Regions from separate parts of the Oryzias latipes genome. Here region 1 is linked to region 2. A link is a contact called in public Hi-C data. All regions are on one chromosome and are shown on one strand. Each heading gives the region's core, a stretch centred on a gene start, on an enhancer-like site or on the middle of the called end of the contact. The rest is flanking DNA. Distances are from core to core; before and after follow the strand shown. Region 1 holds the start of chrm2 (muscarinic acetylcholine receptor M2). Region 2 holds the start of LOC101163538 (protein FAM180A-like).

Region 1 (7,712 bases), core at 4,321-6,820, 220 kb before region 2:
TGCAGCCTGCTGACTTTCAAACATCAATCCAGTCGGAGAATAAAGTAATCATCTGTAAACATTTGGATTTGAGATTTACTGCGATTAATAATAGGGAATGACAGCCCAACAGCTAGACGAGCGGGAAAAAAAACTGAGTAACACCTGAGACTTTTGGAGGGCACGGCTCATTCAAAAGCATCTCTAGAGGTCTTCAGGACACAACTGTCTGTGCTTCTGTTGAAATTCTCCTGCTTTGATGCAGACAAACAATGCTGCAGTGAGAAGACTGCAATAATGGGAAGTTGCCATGCCAAGGACAATCTGCATCCACTTTGATTAAAAAGAAAATTGAGCTCTGCGTTATGAATAATAAAAAGCAAGACTTTTTGCTGTGTTTTGCACGTCTAAAAAAAGCCTCAATTTTTGTTATTTAAGGTCTAAATTTGATTAAATCTTAATTAAATAAAACCCAGCGTCACCATAGGGAAATGTTTTAATTAAAAGGGAAGGCTTGTAATCCTCCTAAACAGTTATTTCTAAGCTTTGGTTACATGAATGCAGAATAAAAAGTTGTTACTATCGAATAGGATTAAAAATAAATGACTAAAAATAAAAGATTTATTTTAAACAAATAATCTTAAAAGACAACATCTTAGGATTTGTACTTTATTTAGGTTTTTAATTTCCATTTGAGGCATTGGTCCACCAACTTTTAACCATAATACAATACATTTATCAAAACAGACATTGAATATTAAAGAACTGTGACATTTTAATCCAGTTATGATATATTTTTATTAATTTAAAATAGCATTTTGTCTAAAATGAAGTCAAGAAATTTAATTTTCTGTTACAATGAAACATTAACTAGAAAATGATATTGTTTTCCTGATAAACTCAAGAAAGAGAAAAAAACATCTAAATTCAATAAGGGCAAATAATAAGGCACACCGGATTATAAGGCAGATTTCCTATTTTTGTTTTACAAATGAAAGGATTTTTGGTGCAAAATACAGTATAGATCACCTATTTAGCTCTGTTTTAATTTGTATTTGTTCAATTGACAAATTTCTGGCTGAGATGTCCCCACAAAGGGTAAAATATGTATATATATATTTTTTATAAATGTGAAGATCAACTACACTACCTACTAGTAGGTCTAGTCTTGTGACACAAGAGGTCTTTTATTTGGTTATTTTGAAAAGAAGTCATGTGAACGTCCGTCAAAAGTTATTGTACATTTTGAAAAAAGGGCTATGTTCTATTTACGATTGTTTTTTTTTATGTTAAAACGTTTTTCTTTTTTATGTATCTTAATATTAACAATAACAAATACAAACTTGTGTTTTATTTTTTCAAAAAATGAAATAAGACTTTGTGAACCACAAAGGTTCCTATTGGGTTGTGGAAATCGACCTGAACGGCTCTTTAACTATTGAGGTTGCAAACCTCTGCTTGGATTAGAGTTGGATGTAACAGTTTCCTGTGAATATGAAGCAAAGACTCAGGTATGCATTCTCAGGAAAAAAATAGTTTTAAAGTCTTTTAGTCAATTGTCACTTCAGACACACAAATACATTTTTAAAATGGAGAAAAATGATTACATATTCCCCCTCACCACCCTTTAAATGCGGTGACTATGTTTGTTGTTGCTGGTGGACAGACATTTTTTATTAATCCAGGTTTGTATTGGAGTGTGTGTGTGTGGGGAGTTGGGGGGGGGGGGGGGGGGGGGGGGGGCATGACCTGAACCACTCGAATCACTTTCATTACACTTCTGCCCTTGCTGGGAAAATGACAACAAGTCTTCTTTCGGTGTGCTTAACCTGCCGCTTAATTGAGCAGCGGCGAATTATACTTCAACACTGAGCGCCATCAGAAAACAATTGAGCGTCTCAGATGTGGAAGTCTTAAAGCTGCACCCATCGAGTTTTGTCATCCATATTCTCAGTCAAATGAAATACGAGTCCACTCGGACGGCAGTCAGCAGGACCTGGAGAATTGGTTTCATAAAGCAGATTTTATGAGCAATTACAGTGTCACGGGGAATCATTTGGGTGTTGATGAAATACACGTACTCATGGCTGTAAGTCGTTCCAGCTCCACTCATTCTAAGTCTTTTGTTACGAATGCAATTATTGCTTTTCTTTCTTTCATCTATCTCCCCGCGTCTGTCAGATAAGGACCTTAAGGAGGATTCGCAGTCCCTGCAATCCTTTCCAGTCGATGCCACTTGGTGCTGTGGGTTTAGTGGCACTTCATAATATAAAGCTCTGCAATCACTCCGTATCTGATATGGGCTCAGGAAAGAGGCCGTTTGTCCTTCCAGCCGAGGACACTGGATAAAGTAAGAAAATTCCACACCGAGTCCAGAATTTGATCAACATGTGAATCCCATGCTTTCCCATGTGAGCCATTTTCCCCCGGTTATGTAAAAGCCCCTTAAAAACATCTCCTATTTCATCTCTCCCACGAAAATTTCACATCACAAGCCATTGTTTTTCCCTCTTCTCAGTGAAACCTTTCAGCACAGAGTCGATACTTCACAGACATCCCGGCGCATCCGTGTGGAGCAAAAATAGCATATTAATTGTGCAAAAAGAAAAAAATTGAGTGTAATGACAAGAAAAGCAGCGATTAGAGCAGGAGCTCAGTGCAAATAGAGAAGCCTAGTGAGCTTGAATGCATGATAATTAGACATTCCTTTCTCTGTGTGCCAGATACACAGATTGACTAATGTGCAGCCTCTCTACAGCAGAGACGTCTGTGCTGACGGAATGAAAAAAAATAAAAACTTTACTTTCCCCTCTGCTTAAAAAAAATTAAAATGACAACCACTGCAGGCAAAAACATATTCAACCAGGGAAGGTAAAAGCTTTTTTCTTTATGTTCTGGCTGTTAAATGTGACAAAAAGGTGAGAAATAATTTTCTTTGGACAAACTATGACTACGCTATCATTTAATAAACTCCAATAGTGCCCAAATGTGTCCATAGGGGGCAGCACGTTACCCTGAATGTTAAAGAAATCTTTGAAACAGCAGAAAATATTCACTTCTTCAAACAACACCAGCATTTCTGCTCAACTGAGAGCCAAGCTCAATAAATCAATGCATGCCATTAGACATGCTCTCTGACACCACATAATGTGTAATAATCTGTCATTACTGCATCTCTGATCAAATATTAGTGCAGCAGTGATTGCCCTGCAGAAGTGAAACAAAAGATAAATAAATAACAAGGATGCAAACCTCATCCATCAACGTCATCAGGGCGTCAGACAGTTTGACGAGAGGAGAGCGACAGCAACAAGTCTTCAAACTTCTTGTGATGGAGAGAGCAGCGGTGCAGCCTTTTGCAAAATGGGCTGCAACATCCTGATAGGAATGATTTTATGAGCTGGGAAATGTCAGTCAAAGGTTTGATCGTTTGCATGGATGCAAATGTTTGCCAAATGCCACGACAGCAGCAAAATGAGGAGGAGGAATGAGAACTCACTGGAAGTTTGGAGAAATGTGGGTAAAAATTGAGGCACAACGTTCATTTTGTGCATTAAAAATAATGCGAATTCCAAGTTTAAACTTTACCCTTAACCATATTAAAGACTTTTGATCGTATTTTTATATTTAAAATGCATCTGTGTTTGTCATTATTTTAAATTAAACTCCTTAAAAAGCCATGTTTACTTTGATCTGGAGATTTTCAAAGAAAGTTTCTGTTTAATGTGAAAAAAGACAACAAACCCATAAAAATAATAAAAAGACCAGTCTGCATTTGTATTTTTTATCGACTATATTTTATTTGCACGGATAAATTAAGAGACTTTGACAGAGTGCACAACCATATACCTTAAAATACAGGTTTTGTGCGTTTACTACCACCAATATTGAGCCAACTCTGCAGGCTTAATCAAGGTCAAGCGCTCATTGTTGCAGGGAAAGAAGGATTTTATACCTTCCCCCCTTGGTGACACTTTTTTTAACAAGTCCTCAAAAAGAAAAAAGAGGGGGGAAATCTGATAAACTGGAAAACTCATTCACAAAATGGTTTGCTCCCCTGTCTGCAGTTAGTCTGTCCATCACACTTGAACCCACTTCCACGCAGCCCAACTTTCCCCAAATTAATATAAAAGTAAATGAAACGTTCACAAACTTGAGTAAATCTCCAGCCGTCACACATCGGGCTGTTCTGATTCATCTAGCCAAAAGATGGAAAATTTCAGAAGTGCGCTCCTCCACCTCCACCACCACCACCACCACCTCACACAGACACCATTAAAGCGATGTAACGGAAATTACCATATTGATTAAAAAAGTGCAATGAGCTGAGCTGAAAGAAATGATAAGGTCTGATTGATTAAGAATCCAGCTTTACCTCCAAAACACCCCCCCCCCCCACACACACACACAATATCCTCCCTGCGTCACCCAAAGCATCATGTGAAGGATCTGCTTGTGTGCGTACATGCGTGCGCATTTGTGTGTGTAGAAAAAATGAATAGGACCCGCAGTTGGACTTAGGTCTGTTGCGCTTTTACGCATGCCTGGAACAGTTGCGACGCAAAACGGTGCGTTAGTGCTATGCTGAAGGAGCGTTGAGGCGAAAGTAACAGCATGTTTCTGATCGACCACTGAGGAAAACGCCGTTGGGCAAATTAGATCGAATTGAAAAACTGTTTAGGAGCTGGATGTGCGCCTTCTTCCATGGTAAATATTGAAACAGTAAACTAAAATGCATCAATATTTACTTGTTTCTCATGATCAAGTAGAAATGAGTTTTGGAAAATGTTAATTCAAAACTCAAAGATGCTCCCTGAACAAAAAGATTTCTATCCAACATTTTTCTTTAAAATGCGTAAAACTACATGAATTCAAAAGGTCTTGGATGAATGCGTGCTAAGATTTGAATGAGAAAGCGCGCGGCGTTGAGCGCAGCGGCTCCGTTCAGAATGCACGACGGCGAGGCTGGCTTTGCTTCCACTAGTGTGCGCCTTGTGGCACAATCGGATGAGGATCCAGCGATAAATATTTAATTGTCTTCGTGATCAAATGTACCCACAGAACAGACGGGGATACTGCCAACTTGTGTGCTTTTCCAGCTGTTTTTCGTTCACGAAAATCACTTTTACGCTCGCAAATGTCCATATGGGGGCTTTTTACGCACGGGAGAATCATTAATACAGGTACACCTACGATTATAGCGAGAGTCCACTAATTAACAGGTTCAACTCCACTTAACATTGTCAAATTATCTTTAAACGTTGACTGCTTTCACTTCAAAATAAGCCCTCAGTCTCTTAATTTGACAGCTTTGGTTTCCATTTAAACAAATATACTTGATAGAGCAGAGGTGTGCGCAGCAAATTGCTCGTATCATGTAGACGAGAGGAGGGATAAAGCATCCAGGTGAAGGGGCTTACCTGTACTTGCGCTGCGCTGGCGGCGTCTTTTGGTCCGCTTCATCGCACCGCGGCTGCACGTCTGAGGACATGCTACCGCAGACGAGCTTTGGAGACGAGAAGCGCTCCGACTGAGAGCGGGGAAGGGGAGGGGGGTTGGAAGGGGGCGAGGAGGACGGATATAGCGACAGAGGAGCAGTGAGAGGCTTCAAGAAGTCAGCTGGCTTTTCTACCATCATGAGTTATTTGCCCCTTTTCAATCCATAATTTGCAACAACACATATATTAAAAAAAAGATTAAAAAAAGCTGCCAGAAGGCAAATCTTTGAATGGCGTACACTTGATCAACTAACGGCTACACCAAGAGAAACAGACCCAGAACAGTCTCATTGCAGAGGAAATCTTGTATATGCAGCTTTGTCGTCCTATTTTTAAGTGTCTAAACTTGTTTTGGTACTGACTGAGTCCGAGCTTATTTCAAACCACAAAACAAAAGATTTGTACTCTGCTTTTAGCACCAAAGAAATCTAATGAATGTATTTAAAATCTTCAAAAATTAAAATAAAATCCACTTAAACACGGCAATAAGCTTGAGAACTATTTAATTCTAATGATTTTTAGCATCAAGTGGTGTCTTTTTTAAAGAAAAAACTTAAAATAATTGACAGAAACCACACAAAAACAATATTTTGGTTCATTTTCTGCTCTGAACGCAGCTTGATTTAACTGACCTGCACTAAGTCAGGTTCCCTACCTCATCAATAGAGTTTCTCTTCACTTACAGTATATAATTTTAGCTGCTGGTGTTGAAGGTTTGGACATTTTCCTCACATCCCTTAGTCAACACAAAAAGAAAACTATAGGGAGGATGTTTTACTGACATCTACTGGAGAAGCAGTCCGGAATAGTACTTTACTTTGTGTTGATTTTTGTAAAAATTCAGCACATCTAACTCCAGAGGGGGCGTTAGACGGCAGAAAAACCAAAGTAAATTGTATAAAATTTGATCATTTACAAAACGTTTGATAGAGTGCATATCATGGGAGGAGGTGCAGATATGGAAAGATGAAGAAGAGCAGAGGCTGTTTTTAGTAAGTTCCTCTCAAGAAGAGGCTAAATCTTCACATAACATGGTTTTTGCATATTTTACAGATTTTAGATTAAAAAAAACTAAATAATGGAACATAAAATGCTTTTGCAAATGGATCAATACAGGTTTCAAAAACAAGGAATATTTGGAAAACTGGACAAATTTGATGCTGTAAAAATGTATTTCACACTATAAACTGAACACTTTGAAGTGGAGCTGAACCCCCATCTTCTCATGCCCCTAAATAGCCCCTTGTCTCAACACGTCAGCCTGAATCAGCACAGATTTCAACCGTATTGAGTGGCAGTGGTTTAGGTTTTAGAAACATGCCACTGTTGAATTATTTAACAATGTGGCTCCTGTAGCAACTGAGGCGTTGGTGTGGTGAGATGCAGCTAGGTTGCATTATAAAGCAGGCATATGAAATAGGGACACGAAGCCGACGTTGTTCTCATCTGCCGACAGTTGTCAGACACGGTTTGACATGTTTTAACTTGGTGAGCATTCGGCATTAATAGGGCACACAAATGCTGCAGGTGATACAGAGACTTGTAAACCTTCCAACATCACCAAATAAATAAATAAACACATTGACAGTCAAAAACACCCACCACATGCTATAGTTACTCACAATACATCGGCAGCACATGACTCACAGTATGGGCGCACATGCTGTTCTTTGAGTTTGAGTGTTTGTACTGAAAACCGATGGATGTAGCCCTGCATGCATGCACACCTGGGTTATGCTGATGAACAGCAGAGCCTCAAAGGCCAGCTTGAGTGCACCGCAATTAGTTACAGAAAATCGCAGTTATAATGGACCCGCTTTTGCCAAATTAAGGGAGACACAGTGAACAAAGAGTCATCTAATGCACTATCATGGAAATGCAAAATACATTTCGTATGTGCATATGTAAAATGCGGCACTAATGTACTTTTCTTTTGTGAAATTACGTCAGTATCTCCTCTGATTAAAGTAAACTGGATAGAAAACTTGCAAATTTAGATTTATAGTTTTGAAAAGTTAATCACCAACACAGCAGGATTTAGCTCAGCTGTCAAGATGAAATTAAAACAAAGAACAGATGCAATATTGGTAAATATTGGTACTTAAGTATAGAATTTGGGATAAAAAAAGTTTCATTTCACATTTGTAAATCCCTAAAATTTAATGGTAAACAATCTTACCTTATTGTAAAATTTAAAATGGCTATGTAAATTCAATTAACTTGTCCAAATCTCAT
Region 2 (6,759 bases), core at 923-3,422:
GATTAAGAATTTAGCTTCTTCAAGGCTGCTGCATCTATTGGAGAATTGAGCTCTACATGATAAAAGAACGTGCAGAAAAGCAAAAAAAAAAAAAACTCTAAATAATTATGTTTTTATATTTCTACACATTACTTATTTTCAAGGCAGCGGATTTCACAAAACTAACTGTGTTAGTTGAAACCTGTATATATTTCACACATTTTGAAAGTTTGAGGTTGTTTTAAATTTGTCCCATTAAAAACTAAGTGATTAAAAAAGTATTGATTGTATTGTTTTATATCCAACAAGCTCCTAAAGTTTGTATATTTTGTAGCTTTTTTTTTTTTTTTAAACAAAAGCAATTTTTTTTTTGTCCGTGAACGCCTCATGTTCAGTTGCTTACATACCGTTCTCCCGCCAGATTGTTTTTTTTGTGTGTGTGTGTGAGTATTTTTATTTCATGAATTGTCAGAAAATCGACCAAAAGAGCTGAAGTCAAAGCACCTTCAACATGCTTTTATATGCTTTGACACCAGAAGGACAACCTTGTATTTATTGAGCAGGTTCTTGAGGCAATAGAACAAAAAAAGCTGCGGAGGAACGGCGGTCTTGACATCCTTTAATCCTGATGCTTTGAGAGCATTGCTGCAGCCTCCATCAGTCTCAGTCTGGTTATCATTTGAAGTCTTTCTGCATGCGGTCAGACGTCCTTGTTTCATTAAATACACCTTAATGGAGAATTTTATGGTACTTTTTTCACAAAGAAAACTCTCTGGCTGAGCTCTTTCTATTTAGCCGAGGTCAGAGACAAAGCTGCAGGTGCTGCCTTTTAAAAGTATCCACGAGTTATTTTAGCTGACTTATGTTTCCTGTTAGTTGAAGTTGTTCTGGAGTTTTTATTTAGCAGAAAAGTATAGAAAAGCTGAAGGAAGAAACACAGATTTTTAGCACATTTTCACTTACTGCTTAGAATGCCTTTGACAGGGTTCGCATAGCCGGCAGTAAGTCAGACCTGTTCCCGGTGCATGTTGGAGCTGGGGTGCCATTTATTGCCGGTTCTGTTGATAGTCTTTATGGACAGAATTAATAGGCCTATCAAGGGGATGGAGGAGGTCCGGTCTGTGGACCACAGGATTTCTTCTCTGCTCTTTGCAGATGATGCCGTCCTGTTGGCTTAATGGAGGCAGGACCTCCAGCACGCGTTGGGGCAGTTTGCAGCCAAGTGTGAAGCTGCTGGGATGAGGGTCAACACCGCCAAGTCTGAGACCATGGTTCTCGACTGGAGAAAAGTAGTTTGGCCTCTCTGGGTGGGTGGAGTGAAGAGTTTAAATATTTTTGGGTCTTGTTCACGAGTGAGGGAAGATCAGAGCATAAGATTGACAGGCAGATTGGTGCAGCATCTGCTGTTATGGTGAAGAGATGGCTGAGCCAGAAAGTGTGTCTCAATTTACCAGTCGATCTTTGTTCCAATACTCATTTATGGTCACGAACTCTGGGTCATGACCGAAAGAACGAGGTCCCGAATACAAGCGGCTGAACCTTAGAGATGGGGCTCAGAGTAGAGCCGCCGTTCCTCCACATCGAGAGGAGCCAGCTGAGGTGGCTCGGGCATCTGGTCCATATACCTCCTGACCTGGAAGATGACATAAAGCTGCACTGAAATGACATGACGGGAGGCAGCCAGGAGCTCTGCCTCAACAAAGAGGGCGCAAGTGAGCTAATGTTTGTTCTTCAGTGGTTGCTAATAAAGTTCAATAGGAGTCAATTGTTTTGTTTTTCTTTGGCTGAAAAATGGTGGATGTGATATCATTAAAACATTTCTCAAAGTTGGGCTTTTAATCAGATAATAACAATAATAATAATAATAATAATAATAATAATAATAATAATAATAATAATAATAATAATAATAATAATAATAATAATAATAATAATAATAATAATAATAATAACAATAAAATCTCCACTTTTTCTTGTTTGGTTGTAAAAGTCACAGAGCTTTCAAATTCAAGAAACTGAATTTTTAAAGTCTGATGCTCTTTTGAGAAAGGAAAAGGTTAATTCTAGCACATGGGAAGCTGTTGGGCTTGGCCAGTCTTTTATTTACTTTATTAACCAGTTATGCGTTCAGAGTCCAGAAAAATCATCCAGCAAGTGAACCAGTCCACCAAGCAAGCAGTCATCCATCCAGCAGATGTCAGAAGAGTCCAACCAGCGGGGGAGGCGTTCTCCAAAGTTCTAATGATTCCCAGATGGAAGTCCAGACAGTCTGGCCTGACCTTAAGAAAGCACACACTAAGAAAATAAAAGCTTGAAAGAGAAGGAACGTGAGATGGGATGGATGGAGGGAGGAGACAAAAAGGAAGAAACAATCCAGCTCATTTAGCTACTGCAGGTCTGTCAGACGTGAGAAACCGTTGATGGTGTGATTGTCTTTACAACCACTTTTAAGCTAAATTGACGAGATTTGTGTGAGGAGGCATGTGCACCCATGTGACTCTGAGGGGGGTTCTGCTGGCCCTTCTGCTCCTGCAGGCAGCCACTCAGCACCACAGGAAAGGTAAGAGAATGCACCTGCCGTTGAAACCAACGCCTCACGATAACATGTTCCACTGAAAACATCCATTTCAAAAGTTCTGAGATGTTTTTTGCTTTGATGGAAAACGTCTCATAATAGCTCAGAGTAGCGATATGGTTGGCCTACATGGAGGTTTGGTCATGATCAGAGCTTGGAAAGAATGTGTTTATCTTCTGGGCTTGTGAGGAGCACGTGACCTGCAGGACTTCATCAGATATTAATGGACTAAGAAGTGACTGAGTTCTTATTACTGGATCCGCACATTGAGAAAATTGCTCTTCTGACGCTAAAACAATCTCCAAACTTTGAAAAAAAGAAGAATTTTGCACCATATACATCTCAAGATTTAGTCCATCTTTGTATACAACTAATGCATGCCTGCTTTTGCTCTAGTAAGGCGGTTAAAAGTTGCTGAAGCTCTTCTCATTTTGCAACTTTGGGAAGGTAAAGATTTGGATTTTTCCTTTTTGGTCTTCTGTTTATTTATTGGTCTCATAATATGAATAATAGTCACAGTATCATTTCACTTCTTCAGTTAACCCACATGCCTGTATTTTGGTTTGCAGTCACAAGCAATAAATATTATTTATTTTCGGAATTTTCATCCAAACCCCAGTTAATCACACAGAATAACAGTTGAACACAGTGGAAAAACGCACAACTGTGGTGCATCAGACAAGGATTCCTGTGACGGAAGAGTGCAGCAGCAACACCACCTTAGGCAACAATGTTAACAATAAAACTGAACACAAACTAGACAAAAAAAAAACAACCTGAAAACCTGGACAGACACTCAAAAACAAAACAAAAAACTTAAACTCTCCACAGAACTTTCTCCTATGAGAAAAAAATCCAGCTCTTTTCTGAGTAACAGATGAATGTCTAAACTGGTTACTTTATCTGTGCGTTTCACTTCCATCAGCTAAAGGTCACTTTCTAGAGGTTAATGCTAATAACTATGACTTTTTTGCCTAATTCTTAATGGATAACGGCAATGTTCAGAAATTTTTAAAACAGGGATAAGGCAGAGCAAAAAGCTGGTCCATACGCTCAGATTTTGCTCTGTAAGAAAAAGGTCAAATTCCAGTGTTTCTGAACCATAAGGCAATCTTAAAATCCTTTCATTTCCTCAAAAATCAACAGTACCCCTTACAATCAGGCCCGCCTTATGTTTGAAGTTTGGTAGGGCTTACTGACCTGGAACGAATTTTCTGCGGCACTTGGCACTCAATGTTCTGAAACAACTTTGGAGCGTTTTGCGTGCCCAGAATTAATACATTAATAGCTCCTAACTGGATCTGTTAATGCAAAGGGATGGGCCTGACAATGTCTCAATTTAATACAAATATCAATTAAGACATTAATTTCAAGGTTGAATTTCACTCTGTGCAAAGAGTTACCAAAGCCATTTAACTAAAACAAAGGCTGAAGAAAGTACTTCATTAAAGCTTCAGTCAAATGCAGTGTTGGGAATCTCACTTTTCAAAAAGTAATTAGCTATTGTTACTTGTTACTTCGCCCAAAAAGTACTTGAGCCAGTAAATGATTTGGGTGGTCCCAGGAGCTAACCTGTCAGGTAGAGTCTCCCATGGCAGACAGGTCCTGGGTGACGAGCCAGACAAAGAGTGGTTCAGCACCGCTTTCATGAGAATTACAAGGCATGATACCACTACGCAGCTCGGAGTAGCATCACTGGGGCCCCACTCTGGAGCAAGGCAAGTGGTTGGTGAATCTCAGTGTATTTGACCCTGGGATGGGATTGGTGACCGTTTACCCCACCTTCATCCTTAAGTAGCTGAGGCTCCAGTATTCCCCTGACACCAAAGGGGTATAGTGGATGGATGGTGTAAGATGGAAAAATGGGCTCTACATACCATTATCAGGTCCACACCTGAACCTGCAACTTCACACGTGAGACTTTAAAAAAAAAAAAAAAAACTAGTTATCACCAACCATGACAAAAAAGAAGATTCGAAAAAACCAAAATAGCTGATTTTAAAAATCGGCACCACTTAACCCTTTTGTCATCAGAGCTCTAGCTCCAATGTTGACAACCTTAACTTATTAATTGTTTACGTAATAACGTGATTTCAGCTAATTCTGAAGAGGAGAAAAAGTTGCATGATATGCTACAATTTACCACCATCCGAATAGTGTATGAAACATTTCAGGAAGAAAGACGAGTCATCCAGATGTCACAACTCAAATTGAAGACAAAATCATGGATTAAATCCAAACTTGATCTCAGATTTAATCGTCTAGGGGATCTCATCATGTTTTGGTTTCCATTTGGAAGTGGTTTAAATTAATAACGGAAGGCCTAAACGTGATTGAAAGGTCAGAAAGAAATTCTGATTTAATAAAAAGAGTCAGTGCTGGGTTGATAAAGAAATGTGGTGTAAAACGAGTTCTCCTCCGAGTCCCTCAACAGCTAAGATTTCAATCCGTCACTGTGGTTTCTTAAAAATGTTATCTTTTTGTACTAAAACCGGGATCTGCCTCTTTTTTTCCTTGTTTTCGCTGGTTCTTCAACAGAGTTTGCAGTCAGTTTTATGCTTTTAGTTCTGCTCAGATGTCGTCTCCTGAAACCAGGCGGTCCAAATGAAACAGCAGAAGTGAAGACGTGTGAATTTGACATCATGGAAATGAGGCAGCAGCTGTTTCATTTTGGTTGTATTTGGTCAAAACAAGATTGCCGTGTCGCGAATGAAGGAAATCAGGCAGGTTCCATTGGTGAACACATGCGCTTGCTGCACCATCTGTGGAGCAGGTCAGGGACCCCCGATTACAGCCGGCGTTTTATTTGAGCTGTAATGACTTAGTGTTGCCCCGCCCGCATGCCGGCACCACAGAACAATGGTCCACCCCAATTACTCAAATGCAAGAAGGCTAATCTAATCCAATTCCCTCTTCTCTGTGTTCCAGCTCTGTATCCATCTGCACACAGGGTAAAGCGTGGGACACATGCACTTCTCAATCCCACCTTCCAGCTCCCAGGGGATGATGGGAATCTGCTTTTTGAGGTGCCTTAGCACGTTTGAGAGGACTCTGCTCTTCACATTTAAGCATTTTTGTGAAAACAGTTTAAAATTTGGAGATAAATGAGCCTATTCTTTACACTCATTTATTTTTCATTCGATAAAAAATAAAATGCGTCAGAGTTCTGTAGATTGCTGGGAGTACCAGTCAGTCTCGCTTCAGGTTTCCAATGGCCAGTTCGAAAGACTCAACCAACAACTAGAGACCAGTCTAAGGATGCTAAGTTCCTCTGACTCCTCCTCCTGGTCTCGAAATGTGATTTGGGCAGAGTTTGCTCACAATTCTCTGCCCTTTTGAGGTTGTTAATGGGCTTCTACCTCCTGTGTTATGTTTCCCTGGAAAGTACTGTGTTTGTCCCTTTGGAGAAAAGCTCGTCAAGTTCAAGTCAGAACCGTGGATTCCTACAGGCGTCATGCTAACAAGCATCAGAAACCTGCTCCCAGTTATAGAGCTGGTCAGAAAGTGTGGCTGTCCACCTCTGGCCTTCCCCTTTGTGTGGACAACAAGAAACTGGCTCCTTGCTTAGTTGGACCCTGCTCTGTAGCAGGACTCATTAACCCCTTCATCTGTGAGACTTGGATTACCCAGGCCCATGCTGTTTTCTTCGTATTTAAAACTAAATTATTCGTTTTTTTTCTTATTCTCGACGCATTTAAGACTTTATTGACACACTTGACTTAAGCTCCATGCCTTTTTACAAGGAAATCAATTTATTTATTTATTTATTTATTTTTTGCAAGTAATTAATTCAAATAAAGTGAGTTTAAAAGGGTTTGAAATCACAAAATGATTCATTATTTTTATTAAATTAAATGTTAGTTTTGATGAGTTTGTATGTCTAGAAACATTTATCTAAAAACGTTTGATTAGATTTCAAAAAAGTGTTAAACTCGAGCGTCTGTGGTTGCTGCAGATCCTTCTGGCTGGGATGCACATCCAAGCGGAAACCCTGCTGATCCCAGACGAGGAGCTGGCCTCCATGAGGAGGGTTGAAAAGCTAGAGGTCATCTGTGAGGACGTCCTGCCCAAGAAGCTCTCCGACATCCGACGCCTGATTGATGATCTGACCCGGCGGCGGAAGCGTCTGAGCTGGCCGGACTTTGAGAAAACGGTGCTAACTTTGGTTTATGTTTCTCAGACTGCGGCTCAAATCACCAACAGGC

The links. A called contact is a pair of places that touch in the nucleus more often than the background predicts.
Region 1: a Hi-C map of embryo shows a contact between it and region 2, with 2.3 times the contacts expected there. The contact joins the promoter of chrm2 here to the promoter of LOC101163538 in region 2. A contact is called at or near these places in 2 of 5 Hi-C or Micro-C datasets (embryo and fibroblasts).

What each region holds. Positions count from the first base shown.
Region 1 is chr23:18,626,239-18,633,950 of ASM223467v1, reverse strand. chrm2 (muscarinic acetylcholine receptor M2) reads right to left here and starts at 5,570. Exons shown (of 3, transcript XR_002293045.2): 1 at 5,400-5,570.
Region 2 is chr23:18,401,852-18,408,610 of ASM223467v1, reverse strand. It overlaps LOC101163538 (protein FAM180A-like), which reads left to right and starts at 2,172. Exons shown (of 3, transcript XM_020714279.2): 1 at 2,172-2,374; 2 at 5,483-5,580; 3 at 6,510-6,759. The coding sequence starts at 2,317.